Regions from separate parts of the Mus musculus genome. Here all the other regions are linked to region 1. The links are chromatin contacts, called in public Hi-C and Micro-C maps. All regions are on one chromosome and are shown on one strand. Each heading gives the region's core, a stretch centred on a gene start, on an enhancer-like site or on the middle of the called end of the contact. The rest is flanking DNA. Distances are from core to core; before and after follow the strand shown. Region 1 has its middle 2.9 kb from the start of Gm33641. Region 2 overlaps Slc7a14 (solute carrier family 7 (cationic amino acid transporter, y+ system), member 14). Region 3 holds the start of Slc7a14 (solute carrier family 7 (cationic amino acid transporter, y+ system), member 14).

The links. Hi-C and Micro-C count contacts between places; a contact is called where the count stands out from the background.
Region 2: a contact with region 1 is called in a Hi-C map of the HPC-7 cell line, with 2.5 times the contacts expected there. The contact joins two enhancer-like sites. A contact is called at or near these places in 7 of 484 Hi-C or Micro-C datasets (the HPC-7 cell line, LSK cells, embryonic fibroblasts and 4 more), 1 of 115 datasets of contacts at active chromatin or transcription factors (bone marrow-derived macrophages) and 2 of 9 other capture datasets (adipose tissue and pancreatic islet).
Region 3: a contact with region 1 is called in a Micro-C map of embryonic stem cells, with 3 times the contacts expected there. The contact joins the promoter of Slc7a14 here to the enhancer-like site in region 1. A contact is called at or near these places in 1 of 39 promoter capture datasets (hippocampal neurons), 5 of 484 Hi-C or Micro-C datasets (cardiomyocytes, cerebellum, cerebral cortex and 1 more) and 1 of 9 other capture datasets (pancreatic islet).

Annotation. Positions count from the first base shown.
Region 1 is chr3:31,054,788-31,058,461 of GRCm38.p6, forward strand. No RefSeq gene overlaps it. Among named protein-coding and RNA genes, the nearest start is that of Gm33641, 2.9 kb to the right of the region's middle. Within about 2 kb of position 1,769, at least 156 of the 459 cell types and tissues checked have an H3K27ac peak or open chromatin away from gene starts, as enhancers often do. A contact at or near this core is called in the HPC-7 cell line, cardiomyocytes, embryonic fibroblasts and 4 more, where this site is marked.
Region 2 is chr3:31,259,744-31,263,602 of GRCm38.p6, forward strand. The region is part of intron 1 of Slc7a14 (solute carrier family 7 (cationic amino acid transporter, y+ system), member 14); the gene reads right to left. Among named protein-coding and RNA genes, the nearest start is that of Gm33834, 29 kb to the left of the region's middle. Within about 2 kb of position 1,903, at least 137 of the 459 cell types and tissues checked have an H3K27ac peak or open chromatin away from gene starts, as enhancers often do. A contact at or near this core is called in the HPC-7 cell line, embryonic fibroblasts, embryonic stem cells and 3 more, where this site is marked.
Region 3 is chr3:31,308,998-31,313,228 of GRCm38.p6, forward strand. Slc7a14 (solute carrier family 7 (cationic amino acid transporter, y+ system), member 14) reads right to left here and starts at 1,322. Exons shown (of 8, transcript NM_172861.3): 1 at 1,174-1,322. Gm15496 (a long non-coding RNA gene) reads left to right here. Exons shown (of 3, transcript XR_880740.3): 1 at 1-301; 2 at 1,977-2,042.

The sequences.
Region 1 (3,674 bases), core at 519-3,018:
TTGGTTTTTCGAGACAGGGTTTCTCTGTGTAGCCCTGGCTGTCCTGGAACTTACTCTGTAGACCACGCTGGCCTCGAACTCAGAAATCTGCCTGCCTCTGCCTCCCAAGTGCTGGGATTAAAGGCATGCGCCACCACCACCACCCGGCTGCTTTTCTAGTTCTTAATCTTGCCATGTTTTTTTTTTTTTTTCATTTTTTTGGCAAATACAAATATACTCGATAGTGAACAAAATCCAGCTTAAAGCACCACTGTTTCTGTTCCAAATGGCTGTTCTAAATATAGAAGTTCATTTGAGTGGCATGGTGTGGGTCTGGCTAATTTCAGCATATGGCGTGTTTTATCTGCAGAGTGTTCTCTAAAGTAGTTTAAAATAAAAAAGGAAGGCGCTGGGTTTTTAGTACTAGAATCTAAAACTTATCGCAAGCTGGGCACGGTGGCAAACACGAAATCCCAAGTGCTAACCTGGGAGACCAGAGGATCAGGAGTTCAAGAGTCTCCTTGGCTGTATTCAGAATTCCAGATCAACTTATGATAGAAGGCCTTGTCTTGGAGTTACTTAGGGGTGAGATGGTTCAGTAGTGCGGGCCCTTGTCAACAGTCCTCACAACGAAAGTGGAACCCCTGGGATCCACATGGTGGAAGTCGGGAAGCCACTCCTGGAAGTTGTCCTTTGACCACCACACAAGTGCCAAGCATCATTGTCTCCTCATGAATAAAAGTTTGAAATTTTTCGTAAGAACTTTGTGAGTAGTTCTCTGACTTTATATTAATACTTAAGAATAAAATATATATTGCAAAAACGTAACTTTGGAATTTTGGGTGTGCTTGTGGTACACAGGCCTCAGACAGTCTCAAGTGATCCTCGGGTCCATCTTTTTCTTTTGTTATTTTTGTTGTTAAGCTAGGGTTTCTCATTGGCCTAGAGCTTGCCCAAGTAGCCCCTGGAGAAAATGTAAGCAACCTTTTTTTTTTTTTTTCTTTTCTTATCACTAAGGTTTTCCCTAACACAGATGTTCCCGTGTACCGCAGGAGCTGTATTTGTGAATGGTCTGACTCAGTTTTACTGTATGGTTTGATTTTTGCTCATATTGTTGAAGATTGGGCCCATCGCTTCACACATACACGGCTGAGAAGCAACCCTTATGTTTTTGTGTCAACCTTGATGTTTTTCTAAACTTTCCTTATTTTAAGCTTAAAAGTTTAGTTCGTGCATTGATTGGGAGGTTTTAGAATATACTGGTTTTTTTTTTTTTTTAAATATTTATTATATGTAAGTACACTGTAGCTGTCTTCAGACACTCCAGAAGAGGGAGTCAGATCTTGTGATCCGATGGTTGTAAGCCACCATGTGGTTGCTGGGATTTGAACTCCTGACCTTCGGAAGAGCTGTCGGGTGCTCTTACCCACTGAGCCATCTCACCAGCCCCCGAAATATACTGTTTTTATTTGAGAATTCCATGCGTTTGTACAATGTATTTTGTTCATCCACCCTCCATATTCCATCTCAGCTCTAACTGGACCCCCTCCTCGCTGCAGCTAGATCCCTACTTGTCTTCCTCCCCTTCATAACTCATAGCCAATCAGAGCTGCCCCTGTGCACAGGGCTCTGGAGCCATCCACAGGACCACAGAGCAAACTACCAGCAGCTACGCTAAAAAATGACCCCCCTTCCCTCAGCAACCACCAGCTGCCGGTAGGTCCTTCCCTAGGAGTGGGACCTTGAGGCAACCCCCCCCCCCCGCGCGCACGCGCGCCCCAATTCATTTTGGAATTTGGTTTCATTTTTGTGCAAGTCTTACCGGCAGGCAGCCACAGCAACCGGGTGCATGAGTACAGTAGCCAGGTCAAGTTCGACAGAGCATTTTACTCCTTGGGATAGAGTATTGACATAGATGTCCAAGTTTTATGGCTGAATACACCTTTTTTTTTTTTTTTTAAGATTTATTTATTATATGTAAGTACACCGTAGCTGTCTTCAGACACTCCAGAAGAGGGCGTCAGATCTCGTTACGGATGGATGGTTGTGAGCCACCATGTCCGGAATTGAACTCATGACCTTCCGAAGAGCAGTCAGCGCTCTTAACCGCTGAGCCATCTCTCCAGCCCCCACCTATCGTTTATTCTTAGCACGGTGAAATTTGAGTTCACATTAACTGTTGCCCACTACAAACAAACAAACAAACAAGCAAGCAAGCTTTTCAGCCGAGGTGGAAAACAGATACATTTGATACATTTACGGTGAGAGTTGCTGGCACGGCGGCACGGAGCGGAATGTGGAAGATCCCTCCGGCTCTAGCAGGTTCCATGTTTTGCTGTGTAGGGAGGGAGGAGTGAAAACTGTTTTTTCTCAGCAGCAGCGGGGTTCTGGTGTGGGGGAGGGCGGGGAGGGGGAGGTGTAAATCGGCGCTCCACTGTGGCCCTGCAAGTCTGAGAGGAGGCAACATAAGTTCTACGGGAGTTGGAAAAGTGCAATTTTAAGGAATTTTTTGTTTGATACTATGAACAAATGTGTTGCAGAAAAGTTGATTTAGAATTTTTTTTTAAAGCATACGCATGCGTTTATGTAGGAGGTATTTCCTGGGTTAAAATGGTCTCTCCCTAGCAGTGTGGTTTGGGCTTGTAGGAGATCGGAAGTGGGACAGACAACTTTGGCCCTGGTTGGCTGAATGATGATGCTATGTCTCACCACTAGGGGTCAGTCTCTTGCCTAATGATGGTCAGAGTTACCCTGCAGAAGCGGTCTGAACTCACCCGCAAGTAGCCAGTGACCAAGAAGTTCAGGATTTTATCGGTGTTCATCTGTGTCTCGATTTTAATCGACTCAATATACTATACAAATTGATCTTCAGAATGAAATCTAAGTTATTTTGGAGTTTGACTTAAGTAGGATTCTTTCCCTCTGTAGGTACTGTAACTCTATGTTATCTTTATGGACTATGAGTGAGAACCTCCTTTGTGAGGAAATATATGTGAGGGTTTAAGTATGCCATGTTTCTCCTATGAAGAAGAATATTTCTAGTTGATAATGAAACTAAGGTGGGCAGAGGCAGCCACAGCAGGTACCTCTAATCTCAGTCTGGTTAAACGAGGTCCTGTCTCAAATCAATATAAATAAATAAATACAAATAAAATTAAAGTTGACTCGGTTATTAATGTGCACAGGAACTTAGTTATATCAAACGTTACAGGACATTAAAGTGGTGTCCTTTATTGATTTAACCTATAAATTCAGACACTCAGATTGTCATTCATAAACATGATTTAGCAGGGGCTATAGTGAGGCCCTAATTTGAATCCCTGGGACTGATAGAAAAATAACCAACTAAACAACCATATGAAAACAATATGGCTTAAGCTGACACTGATTAAAAGCACTCATCGCTCTTACAGAGGACCTGGGTTCAGTTCCCAGCACCCACATGGTGGCTCATGACCATTTGCAATCCCAGTTCTAAGAGGTCTGACGCCCTTGTCTCACCTATGTACCTGCCATTCATGGGGTGGACATATATAAAACAGTCACACTCATTATATATATATAAAACTTACCAAAAAAAATCCCACATGATTTTAGAAGCATTGGCTGGGGTTTTAAATGTTTAATCGTTAAGGCGTGTGTGCGTAGGTGTGGGCTTGAGCATGCCGAGGTGTGCATGCAGCAGTCAGAACAGC
Region 2 (3,859 bases), core at 653-3,152, 210 kb after region 1:
GTTGAGGTTGGCAGTTCCCCTGCAACCTTGTCCTGAGTGCTGTGACCGCAGCTGTGTCATGACACCCAGCCTGCTAACATTATTAATTAATACTACTTAGCACTTAATGTTGTGCTTATCTCTTCCTGAAGGCTTTGCAGGCATCGGCTAATTAGGAGTCAGGTGAAATGTGCTAGCTTAGTTCACAGGACTGGGGTGACATCCCTTCCGGTTTAATTTACTCCTGGAGTCTGGTGTCTGTATTGTGCTCCTTCTCTGTCAGGTCCAAGTTCTGGACACAAGCCAGCATTCCTCAGGAACTTGTGAAGCCAGTTCACCTCAACCAAAGAAGCCATTTCCTGCTGACTGGCAGGAGGGACCAATGCCTGTCTGTGGTGCCTACTAGTGTTATCAAAGCTCATGCTGGCCTCCAGGATTCCCTCAGTCACACGAGCACACGTTATACATCTCAGAGCCCATGCTGGCATCTGTGGTCTTCTCATCCTGCTCCCTACTCTGACCATCTTAGGCTCATGGGCTCTACCCTGCCCCCAGCTACTCATTTCTCCTTATAACTCCCCTATTTCAGCTGTGTTCTCTTCTCTGTTCACTATTCCTGCTCTTCTTTTTTGACTTTCTCTTTCTCTGCTCTCCTCCTACCCCCATAGCCATGTCTAGTCTGCTGACCATGCTCGGTTTACAACTTTCTCTCTGTGTTCTGGACCCTCCCAGATGCCTCTTGTTGGACTCTCCATCATACAACAAAAACCTTCCTCTTAATGAAACTTTTGAGTATTCATGTGGTCAGTTTATACACTACTTCCATATCCTCTTGCAGGGCCAGGGCCTGGTACCTGACATAACCTGATGAAAATGCACGGGAACCAGTCTGGTGAAAGACCTGCAGTATGGGATTGTCTGTAAAGGCAGTGTGGGGCCACTGGATGACCTCATTCAGTGAGCACCGTGAGATCGTGGCTTCTCTACCCGTCCACTGCAGCAGCTATGAAAAGTTTAGCAAGGAGGGAAGGCCATTAATAAGAGACCCAGAGGTGGAACAAGTCCCTCTTTGTTTCACAGGCATAGCCGAGGCAGTGACTTATCCTGCTGTAACCTAACACCACAGAGCAGCAGCCCGGGGTCAGGTGACTGAGAGGTGACCTCATGCTTTGAGCAGGCCTGAACTTTAACTAGCCAGGATTACCCTCATTTGCACAACTCTGATTTATATGGCCCTTACTTGCATGGCAGAGATTGCACAGTGGAAATGACATGTGTGGTGGCTGTCACTATGCTTCCAGAACTGTAGTCCCCCAATTCAGACTGTTTTCCTTCCAATAGTGTGAAGTACACGCCAAGCAATTGCAAACAAGGAAACTTTCCCTAATTACAAAAGTACTCCTCCCACGCCCCCTTTCCCCAGGCTGTAGGGAGTACTATAATACTGCTCTGCTTGCTTCTGCCTTGAAGTGAATAAACTCTTCTTTCTCAACCTTCCTACTGCTGTGACCCTTTAATACAGTTCCTCATGTTGTGGTGACCCCCCCCCCCCATCATAAAATTATTTTTGCTGCTGCTTCATAACTGGAATTTTTGCTACGGTTATGAGCAGTAATAGAAAGAGCTGTGTTTTCTGATGGCCTTCAATGACATCTGTGAAAGGGTTGACCCTGAAAAGGTCGAGACCCATAGGTTGAGAAACTCTGTCGATGCTGCTCTAGAAAGGGACTTTCTAAGCCGTGCCAATGCTGTCACCGTTACCTTGGTGGCTGTCCAGTCAGCATACTACATTTCATTGGAGAATTATCAGTCCTTTTGTTAGTAGTGGGCTGGACAGAAGTGTAAAGGCTATGGTGTATAAAGTGTGTGAAGGACTTTACACAGTGTAGAGTGAGTGGGATACAGCTGCTACAGCGAGATACTGGTAGGCAAAGTACAATCGTCTTGTCAGCCCTGTATCAGACACCATCAAAAGAACATTAGACAAACAGACCTGGCTCATCAGGGAGGCAACAGCCTCTATTTGCATGCCATACTCTTGGTTACAAGAAATTGTAACGAAAATGTGGATAATTAACTAGAACAAAGGTGGCAAGAATTTCTTCCTGGCTTAATTCCCTTCAGGCAATTGCTCTGAGCTCATGCTTGCTTGTTACAAACAGGGGTTTAGGGATATTTCCTTTCTTGGTAGGAGAGAACAAAATGTACAAAAGGAAGCGAGCTTTTAGGTGACTATTGAATATCCATATTCATTAAGCACAGATTATGCTAATCAGAGAGAGTTGTTGTTGTTGTTTTTTTTTTGAAGCTTCCCTGCTGTGGTCCTTCCAAGATGAGCAATAAAGGCATGTTGTGCTTTCTCTAGCGCTTGAATTACTGTTCTCAAAATACTTCACAGCTATAACTAAGGCGTGCCGCGCCTGGGGAGGAGTCATTCTGGTTTTCCTCCTGTGTTTGCCTGTTTGTGGCTCCAAGTTAGATGATGGGAAAAGCAGGTTTGTTTCAGGACAAAAACGATTATGGATTCGAAGTTTACTTGATAAAGAGGTTATAGGTAAGTTTAGTGGCTAAGAGAAAGAAGATGTAAACTAACAAAACAGTCAACAGCCAAAACCCAATTCTCCCAAATGGGAGGGTTTATGTAAATCCTTTCATGACAGTCGTTGGGGGCACATCTGGGTAACAGGGAATCACTGGTGACAGAGGCTACCCCTTCAAGTGGCTTGCCTAGTATAGCTATTACAGACAGAGAACTTCCAGTAATTTCCTCAAGCCACATGGTATTACAGTTGGGATGGAAAGCTGCCTGGTTTGGTAAGCACTGCTTAGTGCCTACAGATCTAAAGACCCCTTCTGAGGCCCCTTGCACCTCTGTATCTCGGGGTCTAGGGCTAACCTTCCAGCCTCACTCTCCAAGGGGCTGAGGTTCTGGCTCCTGACAAATGGTGCAGCCTAAGGCTTCACATTTCAGCTTTGCCCTCCAGCTCTGACATCTCTAGAACAGGACAATGTTGGTACCTAGTTCTCAGCTGGGATGAGGAGCAGAAGAAAGGCACGATGCCTTTGGTGATGATGCATATTGTCAACTGTCAACTGCCGTGGCTCCTGATGCTCCCTTTGTCGCCTCTCAGACCTCACTCCCGTGCCCTCCCCAGGGTGCTCTCTGAGAGCCCTTGGCCTGCCTTCCAGGCCTCACTCAGTATGTTTTCTGTAGAAGCTTCCCAGGATGCACACCATGCTATTTACTCAAGGGACTCAAGTAGCCTTGTGCAGTCACGCCTGCAGAAACCAGCTTTCTCACCCCTTAACGTTTGTTTCTTCATCATGGCAAGAGATTAAGGTGGAGAGTGAGGTCACAGGATGGCCACAAAATGGCTGTCACATCTGAAGACTCCACTTCCCCAGGACTCACCCGATAGTAGGAAAAAACTGACCCCCATAAGTTCTGACCTCCACACATGTGCCGTGACACATGCACCCCACCCCCACACTACATGTGATTTAAAATTACCATATGGAAGAAGTCATTGGCAGATAGGAAGACTGGAGAGTCTTCCCCATCAAGATCCACATACAATAGGTAAAGTCCAGGTAAACAGCGACCTATGAGGGCCCAACCCACAGGACCGGGTGCTATGGGGTGTCTAGCTTATTGGTTCTGTTCCACTTCCTCTCTTGGAAGGAAATTCTTTCATAATAATCAATCAGTCTTTGTTTTTGGTGTAACTCACACATCTCTGCCCGATCTTTTGTTTCAGTACATAAAAACCCCAGAAGTCCCAGTAGGTACCCACCTGGCTCTGATGCCCACTAAAAATGGAGAAACATCTCCATTTGTCTTCCCATGGCCTTGGCTCTTACCACCCAACATGCAAACACT
Region 3 (4,231 bases), core at 72-2,571, 250 kb after region 1:
CCAGCACGGATCCCACCAGTCCCCAGGTATTTACCGCGCAGCAGACAACTTTCAGCACCCCGGACAGCGGCACACCATCCCAACTCTAGCCAGCTCTTCAACCTGTCCCCAGCTCTCAGAGGCAGATTATCCCTGCAACCCTTAGTTACTCTGGCCAGTTACTGCCTCTGCCACGCAGGCGAACATCCTTTGAGTCTCTCAACTCAAGCTCTCAATGAACCGAGTTTCGCACACGTAGCGGAATCACTATCAAGAAGAGACGACAGCCTGTGCTGCTTCCACCTTCCCTCATCTTTCTTCTGTAAGTCATTTGACAGCTTCTACCTTACAGTTTGATCATGATGTAAAATGCACACTTGGCGGGGGAGGAGGGTGACTCAGTGGAGACAGAAGGCTTGGGGCCACGCCACCCTACTCTGGCCCTCAGAATTTGTGGGAAACTGAGATGTGTTTTGGGGCTGGGAAAAAGGCCCCAAAGAGGCGAAGCAGTGCGTGCGAGAGTCCTCTCGAGAGCCGCGGGCTCCGGGCAGGAACCTACCCAGATAGCTCTCCCGTCACATCCTCCTCACTGCACGGTCTCCCGCTTGGCCGGGGACAGATGGTCCTCGTGGCGCACCAGCCTAGTCGGGGCGCAGGGCTCCATTGGAGTCCCTTTGAAGAGTTTTGCTCTGGTTAAAGGACAGATTCATGTCCCCGCCTTCCTCTGGGACTGCGGCCCGGAAAACACCTCTCCTTTTTCCAAGGGCTCAATCCCAGGCCAAGAGCCCAGTTGCCCCCGTCAGGTGCGTGGATAGGCTTGGAGGACAGGACGGGCCCCGCGACTGCGGAGACCTGGGAGGCCCACACTGTCATCCCCAGCATCTTAGCCTCTCGCTCCCGCCGCAGCGGAGGCTGCGCCAGCCCGCGCTCCGCCTGCCGGCTCCCGCGAGTCCCCTCATCGAGGATGCTACCGGGGGACCCATTCCCAGTGGAAGCCCGCGCGACCCTGACCTCGCTCCTTGGTCTTTCCAGAGATCCCCTTCCCGTAGGTCGCCCTCAACCTCCGCGCCATGTTCCCGCTTCCACCCTGCAGGTGTCTGGGGCTCCCTGGTTCATCTTAGTCTCCGGGGTCCAGCTGGGAAGCCCGGGGCCGCGCTGGGGGCACAGACTGTGGTGAAGAGGGCATCCACTCACCAGAGGGGCTGGAGGTGATGGCCTGAACTGGATGCTAATGTCCGGCGGTCTGCACTTAGAGCTGAGATGAGGGCGGTGGTAGTGATAAAGGAAGGCAGGAGACAGCGGACGTTGCTGAATCGCTCTTCAATTATTCAGATTGAAACCCCTCCGCACCCCTCCCGCGCCTGCCAGTTTGCTCTCCAGCTTGCCTATCTCCGCCTCCTTGTAATCACGTGGCTAACCCAGCCCTTTCCATTACCGAGTCCTAGCACCACTCCCGCCGCCCCTTCCCGCACCCCCCCGCCCCCCCACCCCGCCCCCCGGGTCTGTCACTCACTACACCTCACCCGCCTTCCAGGTGCGGCCTCCAGCCTCTGCTACCTTTCTGGTGCTTGGAGCAGAGGAGCCCGGGCAGTTCTATGCTCTGGGAAGGCAGGGTGGGGTAGGACTCTGCAGTGTCGCTGTACTGTTTGGGCTGGCTTCTGCCAACAGCTCCACCTCTCCTGGATTCAGCTACCCAGCCAGGCCTGCTTCCTGCTCGCTGGAAGCTACCCCACTACCTCCTTGAGGTGGTCTTGGTACTCTTAACTTTTCCCCCTCCACCTCACTGTCACTGTAAACAAGGGATGGGGAGGTTAGTCTCTCTCTCAGCTCTCAAAGAAGACAAGACCAAAAGCTCAAATAGATCCAGCTTAGTTTAGAGTCCACAACATTTCATGGATTTGAGGTTTCTGAAGATCTACAAGGATTTTCAATCTATGACTTGTAGCATTTAACGTCTTGCTTTTTCTTCCCTTGTCTGTGAAATGAACATCTCCTAGGACTGTAGAGAGAGTTGACATGCTCTTGAAGTTGCCTAACTCAGTGCTAGACACACGCAGAGATCGGTAAGTGAGAGTCTTTCTCTTGCCTCTATTAAAATAATAATACATTTCAGAAAACAAGAAGCATGTTATTTATGTATGTGTTAGTGGAATGGAGCTGATGCCATGTAAACCTCTTCTATGAGAAATAAAAGTTACTAAGTTTGTTGTGTTCAGGGAGATTACTGGCTGGCTGCTGTCTTTTCACGTAGGGCAAGTTCACATCTAAGTACGTCCAATCATGGCCCGGACAGTCCTGGTACATTCACCATTCATGCTCAACACTCCCTTGAGCCTACAGGAGCCTTGGTGAGCCATCACTATGACTTAAGCCTTTAACTAGTTGTTCATAGTATTTCTGACTTCTTTGGATGCCCACAAAGCTGTGAGATGTTGCAGAAAAAGGGTAAGGTTAAAGAGTCAGAATTTGGGATGTTGAAGCAGGCTGTTCAGGGGACACATGTAATCCTTGACTGATCGCCTGAGGCCTCGGAGTTTTATCTTAAAAATGGGCAGAGAATGTCTACTCTCTGAGACAGTTTTGTTGTTCAGATGAACTAATCGTTAGCCTATGAGAAGCTATAGTGGTAAAGCATAAACAAATACATAATAAACCTGTGGCCAGCAGGAGGTGTTGCCCGTGTTAGTCCAGGTATATTACGGGTTTAGGAGAGGGAAGCTGGGGTTTGTTAGGGGACAGCTACTGAGAAATCCCCAAGTTTACAAGTGTACCTGAAACTCAAGGGCTATGCAGGTCTCAGAGATTAGTGCCACACTCCTCTGAGATGGATCTTTTAAAATTAATCTCTCCTCATCCAGGACCATCTTTTGGATGCCAGGCAGAATCTCAGCAGTGGATATTTACGAATTGGTGTAATTTTGTGCCGTATTTCAGCATAACAGGGTTTAGGTTGGTAATCTAAAAAAACAGATGGGGGAGGGCTGGAGAGGTGGTTCAGAGATTAAGAGCACTGACTGCTCTTCTGAAGGTCCTGAGTTCAAATCTCAGCAACCACATGGTGGCTCACAACCATCTGTAATGAGATCTGATCTCCCTCTTCTGGGGTGTCTGAAGACAGCTACAGTGTACTTACATATAATAAATTAATTAATTAAAAAAGAAAGATCAGTCAGTTCCAAACCCCAAACATTCCTAGTCCAAGAGCAGGAATAGACCTTCGCTGATATTGGAAAAGTGATAACTGTTTTCTAATCCACTGCTAACAAACCCAGCACAACCCTGACACAAACCAGAGAATCTGCTACCCTTAAGCAAATTCCAACCCCAAGTCCTGGCACACTTCCTTAATAAGCTTTAGATATCTATCTAGGCCTTCCATATTTTTTAGGGAAACCATTGATCCAGGAGCCATCAATGTTCCTGCACATGCTACTTTAAAATTTGTCTAGGTGAAGTGCTGCCTCTGACACCCTACCTGTACTGGTTGGTTGTATGTGTCAACTTGACACAGCTGGAGTTATCACAGAGAAAGAAGCTTCAGATGAGGAAATGCCTCCATGAGATCCAGCTGCAAGGCATTTTCTCAATTAGTGATCAAGGGGGAAAGGCCCCTTGTGGGTGGGACCATCTCTGGGCTGGTAGTCTTGGTTCTATAAGAGAGCAGGCTGTGCAAGCCAGGGGAAGCAAGCCAGTAAGGAACATCCCTCCATGGCCTCTGCATCAGCTCCTGCTTTCTGACCTGCTTGAGTTCCAGTAATGACTTCCTTGGTGATGAACAGCAGTATGGAAGTGTAAGCTGAATAAACCCTTTCCTCTCCAACCTGCTTCTTGGTCCTGATGTTTGTGCAGGAATAGAAACCCGGACTAAGACACTACCCATCCCTGCAATGCTATCAGGAAACACATAGAAGAATAAGCATGGGGTCACTTAATTTGACCTTAAACATTAATGCCTTTATGAGCAATTAGATGGGTAAGTATGCATTTTAGAAGATTTGAGATGCCTTTACAGTAATCATGTAGGACTCTGATTAGGGCCAAATCAGTTCTGAATGCCCAAGATAGCTTTACCCAGCAAAGGGCAGGAGAGGGAAACTAAGGGCCAGATCTTGCACAGATTGCAACTCAAAGTCACACTTTAACATGATTTCTTGATAAGGTCCCTCTCACCTCCTTCTTTAATGAAAAGTTCCTGGTGAATACCAACCTTATCAGAAGCCCCTGACATTATTGGAAAGGAAATAGTGCCAAA